Linked DNA regions of Sus scrofa: regions 1, 2 and 3 are each linked to region 4. The links are chromatin contacts, called in public Hi-C and HiChIP or PLAC-seq maps. All regions are on one chromosome and are shown on one strand. The core of a region is the stretch at or near the end of the contact, and the rest is flanking DNA. Distances in the headings are between cores, read along the strand shown.

Region 1 (4,354 bases), core at 1,507-4,006, 160 kb before region 4:
ACAAAGGAAAAAAAAAAATGGAGTTCCCTCGGTGGTGTCCTGGGAGCACTGGGATGCAAGTTCGATCCCTGGCCTGGCACAGTGCGTTAAGGATCCAGCACTGCCACAAGCCGAGGCTTGTGTCACAGCTGCAGCTTAGATCTGATCCCTGGCCCAGGAACTCCATATGCTGCAGGGCAGCCAAAACAGAGAGGGGGGAAAAAAAAAAAATGATGTACTTCATTAGTGCTTCAGGGCCTCTACTTCTTATTCCCCCAATCAACTCTTTTCTGGATCCACTATTCTTCCCTAGAACAAGCTAGCTAATTTAACACTGTCCTTTCTAGCAATAAAGACTTCCTCATCAGCGTGAACTTCCAATGTATCTGCCAGAGCAATCCAACTCTGGACAGTTTCCACAATTTTTTCTAATTCCAATACCCAAATGATGAACACTGATAGATAAAAATAATAAAATCATGATGACCAGATGTTTTACAAAGCCATAAAGCTCACCTGAATTAGACCCCAACCTGGCAATCACTTAATTCATGTCTATAAATTCTTTGTCCTGTTCCTAAGACCAGGATTTCAAAATCTACATGTTTTTCGCAGTTCCCAAACATAGCTTTGGTCACTCACTTTTACAAGAACACTTGTTCGTAATTTAGTAGGTCAACATCTTCCATCAGGAATAGATACAAGGTCGGAGTTCCCGTAATGGTGCAGCAGAAACAAATCCGACTAGGAACCATGAGGTTGTGGGTTCAATCCCTGGCCTTGCTCAGTGGGTTGGGGATCCGGCATTGCTATGAGCTGTGGTGTCGGTTGCAGATGAGGCTGGCATTGCTGTGGCTGTGGTGTAGGCAGGCAGCTACAGCTCCGATTTGACCCCTAGCCTGGGAACCTACATGAGCTGTAGGTGCGGCCCTTAAAAAAAAAAAAAAAAAAAAAAAAAAAAAAGAATAGATACAAGGTGTAGTTCCTGTCATTCATGGCTCAGTGGTAATGAACGGCACTAGTATCCATGAAGATTCAGGTTTGATCCCTGGCCTCACTCAGTGGGTTAAGGAGCCTGCACTGCCATTAGCTATGGTGTACGTGGCAGACGGGCTCGGATCCCACACTGCGATCCCACACTGCTATTGCTGTGGCGTAGGCCAGCAGCTGTAGCGCCAATTAAACCCTAGTAGCCTAGGAACTTCCATATGCATAGGTACATGGGTGCAGCCCTAAAAAAGACAAAAAAGAAAAGAAAAGAATAGATACAAGGTGATGAAGCAGGAAGTGTAATTCTTTAGCATGTCAAAATCTTCTCATTAAATACAGATTCCTAGATCCTCTTCCCCTCCCCACAAAGATTCCAATTCAATAGTTATGGTAGAAATCAACATTCTACAACTCTCCAGTGATTCAGAATCAAATTTAAGAAACAGAGGAATGAGACTCATTCTGTTAAGAAAAGGCAGTCAGGTATCACTCCCGAAGTCTTTCACAATGTAGCCTCATACAAACAGGCCTCAACTTAACAAGGGTTCATCTTTCCCATGGTACAAACGCCATACACATTCAGTGGAAACCAGACTTCAAATTTTGATCTTTCCCCACTAGCAAAACCCAGTACAACTCTCTCCAGATGCCCAACAGCTAGTCAAAGCTCCCAGTCAGCCACAAGACTACGAGGGTGAATACACACAATCATTCTGTTTTTCAATTTCAGTACAGTATTTAATAAGTTACATGAGATATTCAACACTTTATTATAAAACAGGTTTTGTGTTAGATGATTTTGCCCTACTGTAGGCTAACGTACGTGTTCTGAGCACGTTTAAGGAAGGCCAGGTTAAACATGATATTCAGTAGGTTAGGTTTTCACGTTTGCAACCTAAAATGGGTACTGAGAAGCAACCCCATCGAAAGTCAAGAAACGTCTATATGTTTATATTTTATGTTTACACAGGTACCTTTTTTATAGATTTATATTTGTATTTAAAGCCCTATCCCTAGCCTCTATCACCACCTGCAATCCGTCACCGGCTTAAACAGAGACGTAACTGCTGCACTCTGTACCCTTGGTCAAACGGTCCGTTTTCCTCCCACCTAGAATGCCTTCTTTTCACGTTCTTAAGCAAAATTCAAGATTCAGGATAAATGTTACCTCCTTTCTATACCTTTTCACATACCAACTACTCCCCAACTCACCTCCAGTAGCTTCATAACACATTACTATTAAGCCATATGCAACATTTCTATCATAAGACCCTATGGCCGACCCGGGTCTTATTTATTTATATATAAAGGGGCCTCGACAATGACGCTTGACAGGGCATGCTTTCAACAAAGTTAAGACCTTGGCCCCTGTACAAGAGTGGGCAAAAAGACCGCCGGCTTCCCAGTCGGGGCTTGCTGGGATCGCTCCTGAGCCTCATCGCGGCCCGCTTCATTCAAGGACGGCCTAGTAACCAGCTGTGGTCGGGACGCAGACAAGAAACTCCCCAAGTGGGAGATCAAGGTCTGAGCCCCTAGCGAAACCACCCTCACGCGCGGAAACCCCGGGCCAAAGCCCGCAAGCGCAGAGAAACCCCAAGCCGAGAGGCCCGCGGGAGCGCAGTGCGGCGCGCGAGGCTCCTGGCCGCCTCACCTTGCAATCGTTACGGACGAACATCATGCCATGGCCTGGGTAGATAGGCCCCGAACAGAAATAACACTTCTCAATCCTCATGCTGAACGCGCGTGGGAACCCGCCCGGCAAACGCCGAGGTTGAAGGAAGTGACGTAGCCCCGTCACAGGAAGTGACTCCCTTTTCAGGTCTCCACCCGGAAGTGGCAATGGTCCTTCGCTCTTGCCGGCCCCCGGAAAGTGATCCGAATGTGACTGCGCCTCCTCGCGGCTGCGCCCGCAAAAGCGCTGCCTTTTGGCGCAGGCGCAGGAGACAGAGTCTGAGCGGCTGACCTCTCTGGGAAGGTGTGGCGTAGTTCTGTGCAGACGTCTGAACTGGCTCGTTTAGTGTTTAGTTTTTGGACTTACCGGGTCGTATAATGTCACCTTTTACTCATGTAATTTTGTCTCCGGTTCGTGCTTTCGCCAGACGGCTCTCCACACTTGTCTAGAAATCCCTTTGTCCACGGCCGGCGCGAGCCCCGACCCTTATTCCGGTCCCAAGCGGACTTGCCTAGTGTCCGCGGCGGGCACTTGCAGCCGCCGCTGCAACCGAAGCAATTGACCAGGCTCAAAGGACCTCACCAGCAATGTTTTAAAGACTCATAGCTGTGTTCACCACCCTAACTCCCCACCGCCTTTTAATATATATATAGATATAGAGAGAGATAGATACAGATATTAAAAAAAAAAAAAATTCCACAGGAAACGAAGGTTCTCTCCCCAGACCTCTAGTCTTTTCCAGTAGCAATCACTTCCTTTTATCACCTAGCAGAGGTTTTATGTGCATAGACAAACATGTTCTTTTGTGTGTGCGTATCTCCACTCCCTCTTCTTTATAACTTTAATGAGCATCATGTTCACTGTCTTCTTCATCTTGCTGTAATCTGCCTCCCTTCAATGGAGTGTGAGCTCGATGACCCCAGGGACTTTTGTCCTTTTGTTTATCACTATTCTTCCCAATCCTATTAACAGTTCCTGGCATATAATTAAGCATTCAGTACACGTTTTGTTATCAATGAATACTAAACATTGTTTTCCATAGTTACATATATGCAACTGCAGGAGAGTGTAATTTTAAATGGTTACCTATGGAAGGATATTTGTTTCCTATTTTTTGACCTAATAAGCATCCTTATTTTCAAGAGTTTATCTGTATACAGCTGCTGGGCCTCTGTGCACTTTTAAAATTTGGTAAATAAGATTAAATGCCTTCCAAAACATTATACCAATTAACACTTAACAACAATGAATAAGAACGATAATTAATCAAGTTTTTGTCAAAGGTGATCTTCGCCAATCTGATGTTAAATATTTTTTCATTACTAACTTGCATTTATTTATGAATGGGCCTAGGAGTCTTCACAAATGTGTGAAAATTTTTCCTCCACAAATTGCCTGTTTGTGTCCTTTACAGTTTTCTACTATGTTGCTGACTTCTTTAATGACTGCACCCTCTGCATATGGAATTTCCCAGACCAAGGATTGAATCCAAACTGAAACTGCAGCAATGCTGAATCCTTTAACCCACTGCACTGGGCTGGGGTGAAACCCATGCCTCCACAGCCACCAGAGCCACTGAAGTCAGGTTCTTAACCCACTGACTTTCCACAGCGGAAACTCCTGTGTTGTTGATTTTTAACAGCGTTTTTCATAGTAAATTTAGAGCATTGCCGACATTTATACATTATTTTTCCAATTTATCAATACTATATT
Region 2 (4,842 bases), core at 1,554-4,053, 190 kb after region 4:
TGACTAGCAAGGTATTTAATCAGTTCGGTGTTCTGGCCATGCCTGGGGCATGCAGAAATTCCAGGGCCAGGGGTCAAAGCCAGCCATAGCAATGACAACACAAGATCTTAACTCACTGAGCCACTGGGGAACTCCAAAGAAGGTACTTGAGAAGCAAACATAAGCCTTGCTCCAGCTTCCCCTGATGATATGGCAGCTACTCTGGCTACCTCTTTCCTGTGACTGCCCTACCTTTCTGTTTCTCTCTTTCCTTCCCAGTGTCCCTCACTCCCTCCAATAACACACACAGTCCTCACCGCACCCCCATGACCACAGAGACTTACTCCCCCACAGAGGAGGCAAAGGAGGTGTCTAGTCCTGTGTCACAGCCACCTCCCCCTGCCGCTTCATTCAGAACAGAAAGACAAAGCCCTGAGTGGGGATGAGAGTGGCTCTTTAAAGATATTTTTTCCAATTGCTTTCTGGAGAGAAACAACTTTCTCTCTGGAAAGGCTGTGTGTGTGTATGCTGAAAACTCTTAATGAAAACCATGCTCTTAGCCTGAACACCACAACCGCCACTTCTGTTTATTTCCACAAAACCTCCTAGGATGCTTACTCCCATCAGTTTCCAGGTGGTGTGACTTTTGCATCCTGGTGGCTCCCCAGTTAGGAAGAGTAGCTGGGCAGACAGTAGTTGAAAACTGTAGTAAATTCTGAGGTTAGTGTGTCTACTTCTAGGACTGCAGCTAGAGCCATCCACCCTCACAGCATCAGAGCCTCCCCAGTAACCATTCAAGGAGCCAAGTACAGGTTTAGGGATATGACATGGTAGAAGTGGAAACAGAGCAGAGGGGAGCTGGAAAAAAAATATGTGTTCTTTCTTTCCCTAAGGAAAACAATGGTTGTGGCAGGATACAGACCTTTGGCATCAGCAGAATCTAAACGCTTGGGCCTCTGATTTGATTCAGGGCTTTCCTTTGGAAGTACTGCCAGCTCCACAGAATTTGAAAAGGGTCCTTCTCCCACCTCATTGGATGCAGATATCTTCACAATGTATATATTTCCTGCCACCAGGTTTTCTAGTAAAGCCATGGTTATCGCCCCTATAAATATATCAATTAAAATTAAATAAACTTCATCTTTTGGTCATTCTAACAATCACACAATCACGGATAAAATATCTTTGTGATTATAAAAGTAGAACATCTGTAAAAAAAGATTAATATAAATAAAACTGACAACCTCCTAATGTTAACATTTTGGTGTATTTCAAGCGCGTGTGTGTGCGTGTACCGTACATGTGTGAATACATATTTACTACATGCATTTTTATATCCTAGGGTTTTCATTTAACATTGTGCCATGCACCCTGCCCTACATAAACCTTCTCTGCAATTTTATAATGATCTTATAAAAGAAGCATGTATTTTTTTTTATTTTTATAAGTAAGCATATACATATTTTTTTATCAAAGATATAAGCATATATATACAATGTTTTACTGTTTATGTAGGTATGGAAACAAAGCATTAAAAACACTTTCTTATGGGATATTTCAAATATAAGTACAGAGAAAATAACACAATGATTTCAGATTCAACAATTACAATTAGACTTTAAAAATCTAATGTAGAGTCTTTTTTTTCCTCTCAGAAATGTTTAAACCATTTATGGTAATTGTTCTGATAGATGATTTTGTTCTTATTTCTTAAATTAGAAACAGCACAATTATTTTTGCAAGTATTAATATATTTTTTATTCTCCTAATCATTATTTAAGATTTCTTGAATGTTAATAGGCAAGAAAATACTAAAAGTACGTAGAAACCTAAGTGCTGAAGCTCTAGACCTCAGATTAGCATCAAAATTATCACAGCAGCCCGACTAGCATCTACTTCTCTCCAAAAATAATCACTTACACTTACATATATTTTGTACTGAAAGGTCCCTTCTCTGATGGCATTACTGCTATGAAGGAGTTTTACTTGGGCACTGCTATTTCTTGTCGGGGGTGGGGTGGAGGTGTCTTTCCACTCTTGTTCTACCACAGCACAAAAGTATTTTTCCTACAAAAGGGATTCCCACCCTAGGAATTAGTCCTAATATTAAGAAAGAAGGTGTAATAGAAATTCTGTCAGGAAATAGTTCCTGCGCTGCGTTTGTGGATGGATTTTCACAGGAAAACTTAGTTTCCCTAAGGTGCTGCTTCTCATTTTTTCCAGAGGCAGGGCAGCCTTAGAATAGCTTCAGAAGCTTACAAGAGATTTCAGCAGTCACCTCCAGGTCAGAGCTGGCTACTCTAGTGCACTTGCTACAGTGTATTTCATCATGCAAGTTTGATCTTAGAGCTGAGGTCATGATTCAGAGGCCACCTCTGCAGGTCACATGGTGGGAGGTAGCCCAACCCAGTGGCAGCACAAGCAGCTGAACCCAGTTTGTTTTCTTGAGCTCTGGTTTCAACTTGGCCTGGAGAGGGTGTGAGCTACTTGAGTACACAACTGTTAAATAAACAACTGACCCCTATTTAGAATCAGAAAGAGTCTTTCCACTGTTACAAAAGCAACAATGTATTGCAACATGTTACAATTAGCTAGAAGGAAGGATATTTCAATTTCTTCACAAATAGACATATAAATAAACAGAGTTTCCATTTTATCACAGAGTACATTTCATTTTAGAAAGCACTTGGCAAAATCAATCACTACCTGAAATTAAAATTCTTGCACTTAATTTAAATATTACAAGCTGATGAGTATGTGGGTATGCCTGCTCCCTTGTCTCCCAGTCTTCCTTCAGACAAAAAAGGAAACTGTAACATTCCGGTTCTTCTCTGAGCACAGTTAAAGGAGCTTCCAAATATTAAAGCCATCTGACTGTCCCCATATTCTTCCAGCAAACTGTCTCAATTCCTGCTGGTATGATTATTTTGGTCTCTAGCCTTTTACATGTGTCTGAATCTTTAGCAGACTAGAAGTTTCACAGACCAGACAGTGTAATAAGCTCAGCCTTGGATCAATGCTGATCAAATCCTGGCATGTTACCAACTAAGTAATTTGCAACTTGGGGCATGTCACAGAACTTTACTTTCCTTATGAGAGCAATAATTCCCAACTCTTATTGAAACAGGCTGGGACCTGGGACACTCTGCTGCAGTGCTTGTACCTTGACAGAAGTCTCACCTCCTTGAGCAACAAAACACACACACACACACACAAAAAAGAAAACTATAAGGGACTAAAAATAACTGTGTGCATGCACAGTCTGGGGCAAATTATGAACTAAAAGATAAAAAAAAAAAAAAAAAAAAAAACCCAAAAACTCAACTGCCACTTTGGAGGCTTGGGAGGAAAAGCAAGGCACTATGCATGCGCCCTGCACACAGCACCCCTGAGGGAAGGCGGATCGCCTAAGCCAGCCCTTCAGCCCCATGCCAGGACCCATCCCTACCCTGACCCTATTTAAGAGAGCAGCTTGCCCCTCTTAGGGAGTGAGCAAGGGAGCCTGTTACTTGTTTTCACTCCCTTGTGCTGAGTCTTAATAAAGCCTTGCCTGAATTTGGCTGGCCTCTTATCAATTTCTATTGATTAAAGAGTCCAAGAACCCTGGTCAGTAACAATATAATTATTACAAGGATTAAATAAACTATCATGGGCAAGTGTCTGACACACACATATATATGCTCAATGAAAGTAAGTCTTCTTCCTTACTCCTGATCTCCCCTTCTTCCCTTTCTGGAAAACAGAACAATTTTTCACATTTTAACTGCTGAAGGTGGCTAGCATAATACTTTATACAAATAATTCTCAGTAAATATCAACTGAATTTATATTAAAATATGAGATGTGTGTTACAAAAGGAATGTTCAGTTAAAATATAAAAGCAAAGGGTGAGATTCAAGGTTGTGCAACAGGAGGGAACCTGGGACTATTTGTTGCAGTGGCTGCAATGCTTGCACCTGTACAAACATCTCTTTGAGCAACAACATACAAACGAAACTCTAAGGGACTAAAAATTATATGGGGCAGTTGGAGCAAATTATGGGCAAGAGGATACAAAAAACCTAAAAAGTCAATTGCCACTTCTGAAGAGTGCAGAGCAAAACCAGGGTGACAGAAGCAAAAGTAGAGTCTATGTCCTGCACACACCACCACCAAAGGGGTGGAAAGACCACCTAAGCCACCCCTCTTGCCCAACCCCTGGACCCATTCCTACAGTTGCTCCATATAAGGACCAGCCCCCACTGTGACCTCAGGGCACAAGCTAGCAAGGCAATCTGTTGTTTGTTTTCACTCCCCTGCTGCAGCAAGGGCCCCAATTAGAGCCTTGCCTGAATTTTCCTGTCTGGTGCTTATCAATTTCTATGGATTAAGAAGGCCAAGAGCCCTGGATTAAATGCCCGTGAGTGTAGTCTTACTCCTTTCTCTTTTCTGTCCATGCTAAGTGATTTTTTTTCTAGTTTCAGTTTTAAATATCATCTCCATCCACACTGATGACTTCTGTTATTCCACTAGTCCACACTACTCCATAAAATAAACCCTCCCAGTGCTTCCTCAACCTCTCTACCTGGACATCTCAAATTAAACATGTTCAAAACCAAATTTTTCTTTTCCCCACCAATTTTACTTTTCTTTTCTCACATCCCATATCAATCTGTGGCAAATCAAGTAGGCTATTCTTTCAAATTACGTTCTAAGAGCTTCTAATTATCTTATCTGTCCCATTAACTCTTATCTCCCATTAACTCTCACATGGACCTTGTGTATCAAACCATCTCCTAAGCTCTACTCTAACCTTCTTGTGGTCAACTTTTCAGGTAAGCCTTTTAGGAGGCTACCAGAGTAATCCTTTTAATTAAAAGTCCT
Region 3 (4,629 bases), core at 1,763-4,262, 160 kb after region 4:
ATTAAAAAGTATGCCTGTATACATCAGTGGATGAAAAATAGTTCAGAAGCACTGTTTGAGAGTATATGCTTTTCAAACCCCATGTATGCAGTCTGATGCTATAAATTATAACTAAAAGCTCCCAGGCAATGAAGTTCAGCAAAACTGTGCTTCAGAAGAGCTCATGTAGATATTCTGGTACCTTTTATGGAATATAAAAATTATTAAATTTTTAAAAATTAATGTTCTAATTAGTGCAAAATGACATTTTAAAAACCCCCTCCTTGGAGTTCCCGTCGTGGCGCAGTGGTTAACGAATCCGACTAGGAACCATGAGGTTGCGGGTTCGGTCCCTGCCCTTGCTCAGTGGGTTAACGATCCGGCGTTGCGGTGAGCTGTGGTGTAGGTTGCAGACGCGGCTCGGATCCCGCGTTGCTGTGGCTCTGGTGTAGGCCGGTGGCTACAGCTCCGATTGGACCCCTAGCCTGGGAACCTCCATATGCCGCGGGAGCAGCCCAAGAAATAGCAACAACAACAACAAAAAGACAAAAAGACAAAAAAAAAAAAAAAAAAAACTCCTCATATTGAATTTTTATCTTAAAAAGTGCTCTGTCTTTTATTCTGATACTTAACTCTCAGAATATTCTTGAGCTGACACCTGAGCCAACTCCCAACAGCTAAAGCATCAAACTTAAAAGCAGCATTTGTAATAAAATGTAGATCTGTGCTCTTGACCCACAATAAAATACTCATCAATTTTATGTAAAATTACATTTGATTAAAACTGATAATTGAATTCAAAGGTACAAAGTTGGTAACACTTTCTTTTCCTTCAACTAGGCAAAATAATTTATAATACTAGACAAAATAACATGGCAAACATACAAAGGGGAATACCTGTCTCGGAAAGGTCTACTCCTTAAAGTCTTTGGCAACTCATAACCACTAACAGAAAAGAGAGTTGAAGTAGAAGACCTTCACCAAATGAAAGTTCGTGCTGATATTAAGCCTGTAAAAATAGTATTCTGCACTAAATTATATTTTTGGTTAAATGGCTAAGAACACCTCTTATCTAAATACTCGAGTGATGTTATTTGGATACCATCCAATTGTCACTGTGTCACAAGCCAGTTCTATAGGTTTAATCTCTAATCACAAGGAACAAAAACATAGATGAATGGCTGTGGTCCCTGTCTACATCACTTAAGTCAACTGGAAATTTACCTTACTACTTAGTGATTTATAAAGCACTTTAACCTGTTTGGATGAAAAGATTATTACAAAAGCCTCCTAACTAACCTCCTCCCTGCTTTAGCCCTTGTTCTCTACCATCTATTCTCTACACAGAAGCCAGTTACAAATATGTCAGATCAGCCACTCTTCTGCAAAAAACCATCCAGTCTCTATCTCAAAGTTAACATCTTTTGAATGTCTCACAAGGTCCCTACTACACAATCACCGTATCTTACAGCTCAGTTCACGTTCTTCTTCTTTTGATCACTCCAACCAGGTACAATAGCTTCTCTGCCATTGCCTGAATACACTAGGCTAATTCCAGACCCAGGGCCTTTGCACTTGCTGCTCCTTTTACCAAGACCACTCTTCTCACACATATCCATTTGGCTCTGCTCTATCACTTCCTTTGGGTCTTTGCTCAAACATCACCTTCCAGGTGAGACCTCTTACACATATAAAATGGCTACCTCCCCACCCCCAAACATATTTTCAAACCAGTCTCTCTGCTGTGATTTCCTCCATAGCACTTACCACTTGACATTCTATACCTTTTATTTGTTCATCATTTGTTTGCCCCACAAGGGTGTGCACTCCTGCTAGGTGAAGGTGGTTTTTTTGCTTTGTTCACTGTGGTATCCCAGTGCCAAGAACAGTGCCTAGCACACAGCAGATGCTCAATAAATATTTGCTTAATGAACAAATAGTACTACTTCAACTTCGGGACTTTCAGCCTTAACCCTATTAAAAGCTGGAATTAAGATCTAGAGGCTATTCCCCAAATCTCCAGAGAGCACCTGGTGTCTATGAACTTACAGGCATTATCTTTTGTCTGGTACATCGTTCCCTCTGATTCTTCTTAGATAGTAAGACAGCAGGAAATTCCTAACTAGTATGCAAAGAAGAAGCAAACCGTTCGCGTGTAAAACTGATTTGGGGTGATTTGATTCTTATCCATAAACCAACAGAGAAAAGCCTTTTGAAGGAATATAGTTTCTCCTCTTAAGCCTAAAGAAAATAAACTGTTATGTTTGTTGCTTTCTGGAAGGTGAGAAGGGGGGCCGGGATGGCGGGAAGGCCCCCTACACCTTCTGCAAGAGCATCAACTCTAGTGCGGTCCAACTTACTTTTGGGGGGGGTGGGCATCGTTTGTGATCTCTGCCAGGGGGTGTTTCTTTCTCACCCTCTGAGCTGCCTATTGTGCTGTGTCTTGCTAACGAGGTGAGGTGGGCGAGGATCGGGGTGGGAAGGGATGCTGAGTGCGGCTTCAACTGCCTCCTGACACAAAGTCGGGGCGGCAAGGATTCGGCGCGGGGGTCTCGGGGGCGGGCGGGCGCCTCCGACCGCAGCCTCGGCCCCGGGGCGCCGGCGGGACGCGGGCAGCGCGGAGTTAGGCCCGGATAGAGCCCAGTGGCCTCCCGGCGGCCAGGCACGCGGCCCCCGCGCGCCCCGCTCACCCCGCTCCCCTCAACCCGGCGCCTTTCTCGGTTACCTCGAACTCTCTTCAGCGAAATGGGATCCTTCTCCTGTTCTGCTGACATTACAGACCGCAAAGCATGACTCCCCCCCAGGCCGCGGGAATTCGGTCTCTTTGATGCTGCGGCGGCGGCTCCTCCTCCTCCTCGCGGGGCCGCTGCGGCTGCGAGGCGAGCCTCCGAGCCGAGGCGCGGCCGAGGACGGCGGGGACGCCGGCCGACTTTGCAAAGTTTGGGAGGAGGACGAGGCCTCGGGGCGCCCGGGCGGCGTGCGGGGTCCGGCCGGGCTCAGCGGCGGCGGCGGGAGCGCGGCCTGGGGGCGGCCCCCCACCCGGGGCCGGCGTGTGCGGAGGACGAGTGCGCCGCCGCCGCCTCCTCCCACTCCTTCTTCTCCGCCGCCGCCGCCGCCTCAGGAGCCGCTGACAGGGGAGGCGGGAGGCGGGCGGCCCGGCCCTGGCGGCGCACTCACAGCGCCCTCTGAGGAGGAGGTCTGCGCTCTCGTTGCTCCCGAGTCGCAGACACAAAAGCCCCCAGTCTGGAGCCGCCTGCAAAACACGCTCTGGGGCGGGCGAGGGACGTGGCGCGGCCCCGCGGCTTCCCCGCCCCGAGCTCCCCAGCCTCGCGCGGGGACGGACTTCGGGGGGCGGGGGCCGCCGCCTCGTCCCGCGGCACCTCCCGCCGCCGCCGCCGCCGCCGCCGCCGTCGGCTCGCGCTCCGCCTCGGCCCAGCCCCCACGGCCCGCGCGCACCTCTACCTCCGCGCGGGGCTAGCGGGCCCGCGGCCCTGGCAGCCCAGGCGGGCAGTTCGCGCCGAGGGGCCGCCCCGCCCCGCCCAGCGTCCGGCGCTCCCCAGCCGCCGCGGGGCGGGAGGACGCCTGGCTCAGCTGCAGACGCACCCTGGCCGGGCTTCTGCGAGGAAATGGCATCTCCGAACTTCGTCGGAGGCCGCAGCAGGCATCTTGGCCTCGCGACCAGGAATCTCAAAGAGGAACGTACGATCCGAACAAACTTTGTAAGCGGGAGCTGGAGAGTTCTTGGCGGGCGTGTGGAGACCCAGCTTTCCCGACTCAGTCCATGTCCCGGGTCTGGACACCTGTTTGTGGAATGCCCTAGATGCAAATCTTAACGACTTGACTCAAAGCAAGAGTGGTGCGGGATTAATATCAGAAAAGGGGTGGGTGGAAGGGGTGAGGCACATGGACTTGCTATAGACGTTACATTTTAGGCGGACACCCCCACCCCCACCCCCGCGCCCAGTGTGATGGTAAATTGGCTTTGGTCACTGATTACACATCCATCTTTTGGGCTGTGTGACCTGAGGCAACTTAGCTAACTTCTCTGAGTCTCAGATTTCTCCTTTTTAAAAGGCAATGGGGCTACATTTCTGAGGTCCCTTCTAGCTCTGATACTTTGGCTTACTTCTGTGCAAGTTTTCCCCCTCTCTGTTGTTAGATTTCCACTTCTACTAAAGAGAATATGTAGGTGCAGATCCTAATCTTCGGTCAGGTGAGACACGGATGATTTTGATGCCAGGATCACTGAGAAGCACTTATTAATCACATGAGGGCTTAGAACCAACCGCAAACAGAAGTCTCCTTCTTCCAAAGAGAAGACCCATAAAATTCATTCACTTGCACATGCAGTGTCGAAGAGAACTTGAAGATAGGGTACAGTCTTAAGGGGTATGTAACAGAATCGTCGCAGCACTGGAATCAGCTTTAAAAGACAGGATGGGATGTGGCCAGAGGACAAATGTTACCGTTTTTCTAATAAGTTTTTGGGAAATTCCTAGAGGATTCAGTTTAGGATAGGCTGGAGAAAAATTTTATAGCAAGCACGTCTAAGATGAAACCTCTGCTCTTCTCCCTCTCCAACTAGAATGTAAGGTCCTTGCAGGAGGAATTTTATCCAGTCCACTATCCTTTGGTACCTAACAATGACTG
Region 4 (4,917 bases), core at 1,796-4,295:
CAGATGTAAATGAAAAGTAGCCTTTAAAAATTGTATTGAAAAACTTTAACTAATTAAAAAAAAAAAACAAAAACAAAAACTGTGGAACTCCTAGGAAGAAAATTCTTGAAAAAGTAGTTACCACTTACAATATGGCAACTTCCTCATCCTAACCACACACAAGCACAAAAACAATTTAGCTTCTAGTAGTTCTGCATTGTTAGATGAGTCTGCATTTTCTGTTTTAAAATACCCTGGACTTAACAGGCCTTGCACTATGTCCATACTCTTTATACGTCAAAAGCTACTACTTCTAAGAAATCAGTCCAAACCCACCTAATTTTTTAAAATATTTAACTTGGATAAGAATACAATTGTACAAACTAAACAACAATATTGTGGAACCAGTTAATAAATCAGACATTTTAATCAATTATGAATGTTTCTTATACCTTGTAAATGAACCCAAGTATCTGGTAAGATACTGAATCAACAAAGGACACAAAACATACAAAATTAAACAACAGAAAGTATTGAAAAGAAATTGAAATTTGGGGAGAGAAACAAAGCTCCGAAGAAAACAACCTAAGAAAACAAAGCATGACTTCTACAGTCTAAAAAACTAAAATGCTTTAGAATGGATATTTTTCTAAGAGTTAATGGACACTTGGAGTTGAGGTAAACCCGAATTTTTCAAGACTGATAACTTCAAAAATACATAAAGTATTCCTATCAAAGAACAACGAACGTGTCCTTTCTTTATGACAGAGAGCAAAATGTGAACTAAATATGCTATTTACCCAACCATATCCAACGTGTCCATAATAGAAAACAAAAACATAGTTTTCAAAATGATTCAATGAAAACAAGCTAAAATTTTCTCATTTTATAATAGTTTAACTTCTTTACTCCTACTAGCAAGTGATTACAAATAAATAAAAAATCCTTCTACATTCAGATCCTTTCAGATTAAATGCCCATGTGCCACCTTGAATCATAGGAATAATCAAGCTTCCACTGCCTTAACTGAAGAAAGCAATTTTGTCTTTTACTGTACAAATTGAAAACAGATCAAAATAAGAAGAAAAGCACAAACACTAAGAATTACTGTCACTGGGGTTTTTCCCCTTTCTAGTCCAATACATTTGTCACTTTTCCATATGTAATTTACATTTAAACGTGTTCTTCTTAGAGTTTGTGGATGCAGTAAAGGGGCTCCACCTATGTTGTCTGTCGTTATTTGCTTTTTAAAATTAATGTTTATGTAGACTAACTGGAATTGCTGCACCTGTGCCCCTTTTTAATTTTTTAATTTTTTTTGTTTTTTAGACCACACTGGCAGCATATGGAAGTTCCTGAGCTAGAGATTAAACCCTCACCACAACAGTGACAATGCCAGATCTTTAACCACTAGGCCACCAGGGAAGGAACTCCCCTGTGTTCCTTTTTTTAAATTAAGTTTTTTTTTTCTATAGAAATTGTGAAAATACCAGAAAATACAAAGAAAAAAAAATCTGTAGTTTCACTATCCAATCACTTTTACAACTCGATTATCTTTTTGATTCTAATTTCCAATAGGCATAGAATCACTTCTAGTTCTGTAGTTTAGTTAACAAAATGAGAATTATACTTTCTAACCTATTTTCACTTAAAAACTAGTAGTTCCTACCCCCTTAAATATTATTTCAGAACAATTCCTAATAGCTTCCTTAGCTTTGGTAAAAGATTAAAAATTATTTACTAAAATAATACCCTGGATTTCCTTTACCTTCCCCCTTACGACTGTAGCTCAGGGAATAATAAACCATTCACACCAGCTTCCAAAGTGTGATAAATATCCCCCTGAGAAATGTGAGGCTTAATAAGATTCAAACCTTAAGCCAAAGATATGATGCGCTAATATGACGTTTCCAGTACTATCCAGTAGATGTGACCTTACTGGAGGAGACAAATCTAAAATTCGCAGTACTAAAATAACTACCTATTCTAGCTGCAAGAAAGCTCCACTGTCTTTTTTTTTTTTTTTTAAATAAAGCTACAATTAAGTAGTGCAAATTTCACTCATTCAACAAAGTACCTAATTGGCCGAGTTCGTTAAAACTGGCGCTCCCAATGGCAAAAAGTTGGGTTCCTTAAACAAAGATAAAAATGTAATTCGTACAAAGCACTGTGCGGACTACTGTTACGGAGGACTTAACGATTAGGAAGGTCCACACTAAAAGTGATCCGTGGGGGGGAAATAGGATAGGCAGAGGTATTTGACCATTATTAGCCTGGCGCACAAACAGAAATCTCAAATACATTATTTAATCTTTCTGTATCCTGGTATCACGGGACTCAAACGTCACCAAAAAAGATGGGCCGGTTGAAAAGCCGGCAGGGTGACGCACATAACATCTCACCATATGGACTCTCATCAATCAGGACCAAGAAGCGCCTTAAGCCAGCCCAGGGACGGAAGGCGGGTGCATCCCCCGGCCGTCAGCTCCCCCACACCCCCGCGCACTGCTCGCGTCTGCACGGAGAGATTCAAGGCTGCAGGACCACCGCAACAGACGCCTCGGGGATCAGCTCTGCCGCGGAGGCTGCAGACTCGCGTGCGAAAGAGGCCACCCCGGCAGCCGCAAACGCTAAACACCTAGGGTCAAGAACTTGCCTCAGCGAGACCCCACGACTGCCTCCGCCAGGCGGATGAACCACGGGTGCTGGCCAAGACCCCGACAGTCGGCCCGACTCCCCTCCCGGTGTCCAAACCCGCCCAGGGCCGTACCTGAAGGAGCAGCGCCACCCCCCGCGGGACGGCGCTGGTTGTCGTGGTGGCGGCAGTCACAGCTCCCAGAGCAGTGACGCCTCTCATAAAAACAACAACCTGCTCCCAAGCGTCCGCAGCCAGGAGGCGGTGGCTGGCGGGGCGCCGTGGCGCATGCCGGGACTCGTAGTCCCTCCCGAACCTCATAACGGTAGGTGGCGGAGGAAAGAACTACGACTCCCGAAGGGAAGCGCAGCCGGCCGCGGCGAGGCTGCAGGAAGCTGGGCCCCGAGGTAGTGATCCTCACAACATCCGGGCCCCGGCACTGGAGAGGAGCAGTGGCCGGTCACTATGGAGACGGGCTTCTACAACCACACGAAAGGATTCCACCCAGGAGGACAGGTCCCGGGATTAAGAGGATTCGTTTTCACGTATTGGTCCAGCCGACGGCTCGCCTTCTCTTTGCTGCTTTAATTGGGCGTAGTGGAAGGGCCGCGTGCCCTCTGCGCTCGCTGGCTTTCTCGCCATCTGCTGCAGGAAAAGACTGCGTTTGCCGAGAAAATAAAGAAGATACCAAGAATGACCGAGTGCGACTGGGTGGGTTGGGGCCGAGGGCTGGATGTTTTTGACTGTTGTCGTTACTATAAATTTGGGGCACCCTGCACTCCCACCCACCTCTACCCCCAGAAAAGCCACCTTTCTAGGCAACCACTGGGCCACACAGATACATTGCATTAAGCCAGAATTGCCTCTGAAAGTACAAAGATTGGAGATGGTATGCGATTTGTACCCGTTCGCGAACTGGAGATGGTTTTGAACAAGAAAAATACAGTGTTTTAAAACTTACATTTATTTACATTGTGCCTTGTTCAAAACTTATACTCAATGTTGCTGGAAACAGTAAGTTAAGGCAGTAAATTCTCTGTCCCCTATTTGTGGCCAAAAAAAGATTAAGAAAAACATTAACAAGGAGGATGGTGGGCTTGAGGAGAAACAAAAGGGTGCCTCAAAATTATACTCTTAGGGGGTTTTTTGCTTTTCGAGTCACTATAGTTGACATCACCTGTGACAACACCGGATTTTATAATTACAGTTTCTGTAATGGGCATTTGTATTTCAGTGGCTTGCTTTTATCTATATACAAAAGACTGAAAGATCAAAGTATATTTTCATTCTTTTCAAGGCACTTTCATGGTCTAATTTTAAGACTTAATTTTAAAAGATTCATTTATAATTTTAAGTAACCTTCTTATCCTTAAGTAATAGTTGCCGACCTAATATGTAGGCTAGCAGAGAATTTAATTTTTTAGTTTTTATTTATTTTGTCTTTTTGCCATTTCTTGGGCCGTTCCCACAGCATATGAAGGTTCCCAGGCTAGGGGTCGAATCGGAGCTGTAGCTGCCAGCCTACGCCAGCAATGCGGGATCCGAGCCGCGTCTGCAACCTACACCACAGCTCACGGCAACGCCGGATCGTTAACCCACTGAACAAGGGCAGGGATCGAACCCTCAACCTCATGGTTCCTAGTCAGATTCGTTAACCACTGCGCCACGACGGGAACTCCAAGAATTTAAAATAATCTTTTTATTATTCTGTGCATTAGACTGTTTTGCTTTTAACTGTATCTGTTTTGAATACATTTTAAGAATAAGAGATTTGAAGAGAGTGAAACCCAAGTAAGAAAGCTGAAGTGAGGACCTAAATGTAAAGGGAATGAGTAGTTTGTTTCTAAGTCTGTAAACATTTGTGAGTTATCCTGGAGATCTAAAAGATTTAGTAGGCACTAACTTTTACAGATTGTGTGGTACAAATTATGCCAACAAAAATTTTCAGCCAATTTGTGCTCTATTTTGTCAAGATTCTGTTTTATGTCTTAAATTTTGAGTCAAAGTTGATCAGAATATTAGAGCCAGTTGTAAAAGGTGATTTGAAAGTCACAACGTCTGTGACTGGGGTTGCCCTGGGCCACTTGACTGGGTGTCCATAAAGTAAATTATTGTTGCTTTTTCCTTTTTTTCCAACAAGTCACAGGGTAGCACCTTTCACCTAAGCAGCCTTCCTTGTGCTGAGGAAACCTAGGAGGCATTTCAAAAAAAGCTGACCTGTTGCAATGCCACAGGATTCAGGTGACTTCTTATTCTATAATGTCTGTGCTCTTGATATTTAAAACAAATTATTAAACAGTGTC

What was found. Hi-C and Micro-C count contacts between places; a contact is called where the count stands out from the background. HiChIP or PLAC-seq counts read pairs in DNA pulled down with a chosen protein or histone mark.
Region 1: a Hi-C map of liver shows a contact between it and region 4, with 4 times the contacts expected there. The contact joins the promoter of RSL24D1 here to the promoter of C1H15orf65 in region 4. A contact is called at or near these places in 1 of 5 promoter capture datasets (liver), 14 of 47 Hi-C or Micro-C datasets (adipose tissue, alveolar macrophages, blood and 7 more) and 2 of 2 datasets of contacts at active chromatin or transcription factors (alveolar macrophages and skeletal muscle).
Region 2: a contact with region 4 is called in an H3K27ac HiChIP or PLAC-seq map of skeletal muscle. The contact joins the enhancer-like site here to the promoter of C1H15orf65 in region 4. A contact is called at or near these places in 1 of 5 promoter capture datasets (liver), 5 of 47 Hi-C or Micro-C datasets (embryonic fibroblasts, liver, psoas muscle and 1 more) and 1 of 2 datasets of contacts at active chromatin or transcription factors (skeletal muscle).
Region 3: a Hi-C map of liver shows a contact between it and region 4, with 5 times the contacts expected there. The contact joins the promoter of PYGO1 here to the promoter of C1H15orf65 in region 4. A contact is called at or near these places in 1 of 5 promoter capture datasets (liver) and 1 of 47 Hi-C or Micro-C datasets (liver).

Annotation. Positions count from the first base shown.
Region 1 is chr1:116,610,737-116,615,090 of Sscrofa11.1, reverse strand. RSL24D1 (probable ribosome biogenesis protein RLP24) reads right to left here and starts at 2,756. Exons shown (of 6, transcript XM_003480359.4): 1 at 2,621-2,756. The coding sequence starts at 2,701.
Region 2 is chr1:116,257,497-116,262,338 of Sscrofa11.1, reverse strand. PRTG (protogenin) reads right to left here. Exons shown (of 19, transcript XM_021094927.1): 15 at 902-1,084. Among named protein-coding and RNA genes, the nearest start is that of PYGO1, 33 kb to the left of the region's middle. Within about 2 kb of position 2,803, at least 11 of the 83 cell types and tissues checked have an H3K27ac peak or open chromatin away from gene starts, as enhancers often do. A contact at or near this core is called in embryonic fibroblasts, liver and skeletal muscle, where this site is marked.
Region 3 is chr1:116,291,744-116,296,372 of Sscrofa11.1, reverse strand. PYGO1 (pygopus homolog 1) reads right to left here and starts at 3,012. Exons shown (of 3, transcript XM_005654441.3): 1 at 2,705-3,012. The coding sequence starts at 2,753.
Region 4 is chr1:116,447,015-116,451,931 of Sscrofa11.1, reverse strand. C1H15orf65 reads left to right here and starts at 3,045. Exons shown (of 3, transcript XR_001302177.2): 1 at 3,045-3,325; 2 at 4,755-4,855. It overlaps CCPG1 (cell cycle progression 1), which reads right to left and starts at 2,841. Exons shown (of 9, transcript NM_001243301.1): 1 at 2,750-2,841.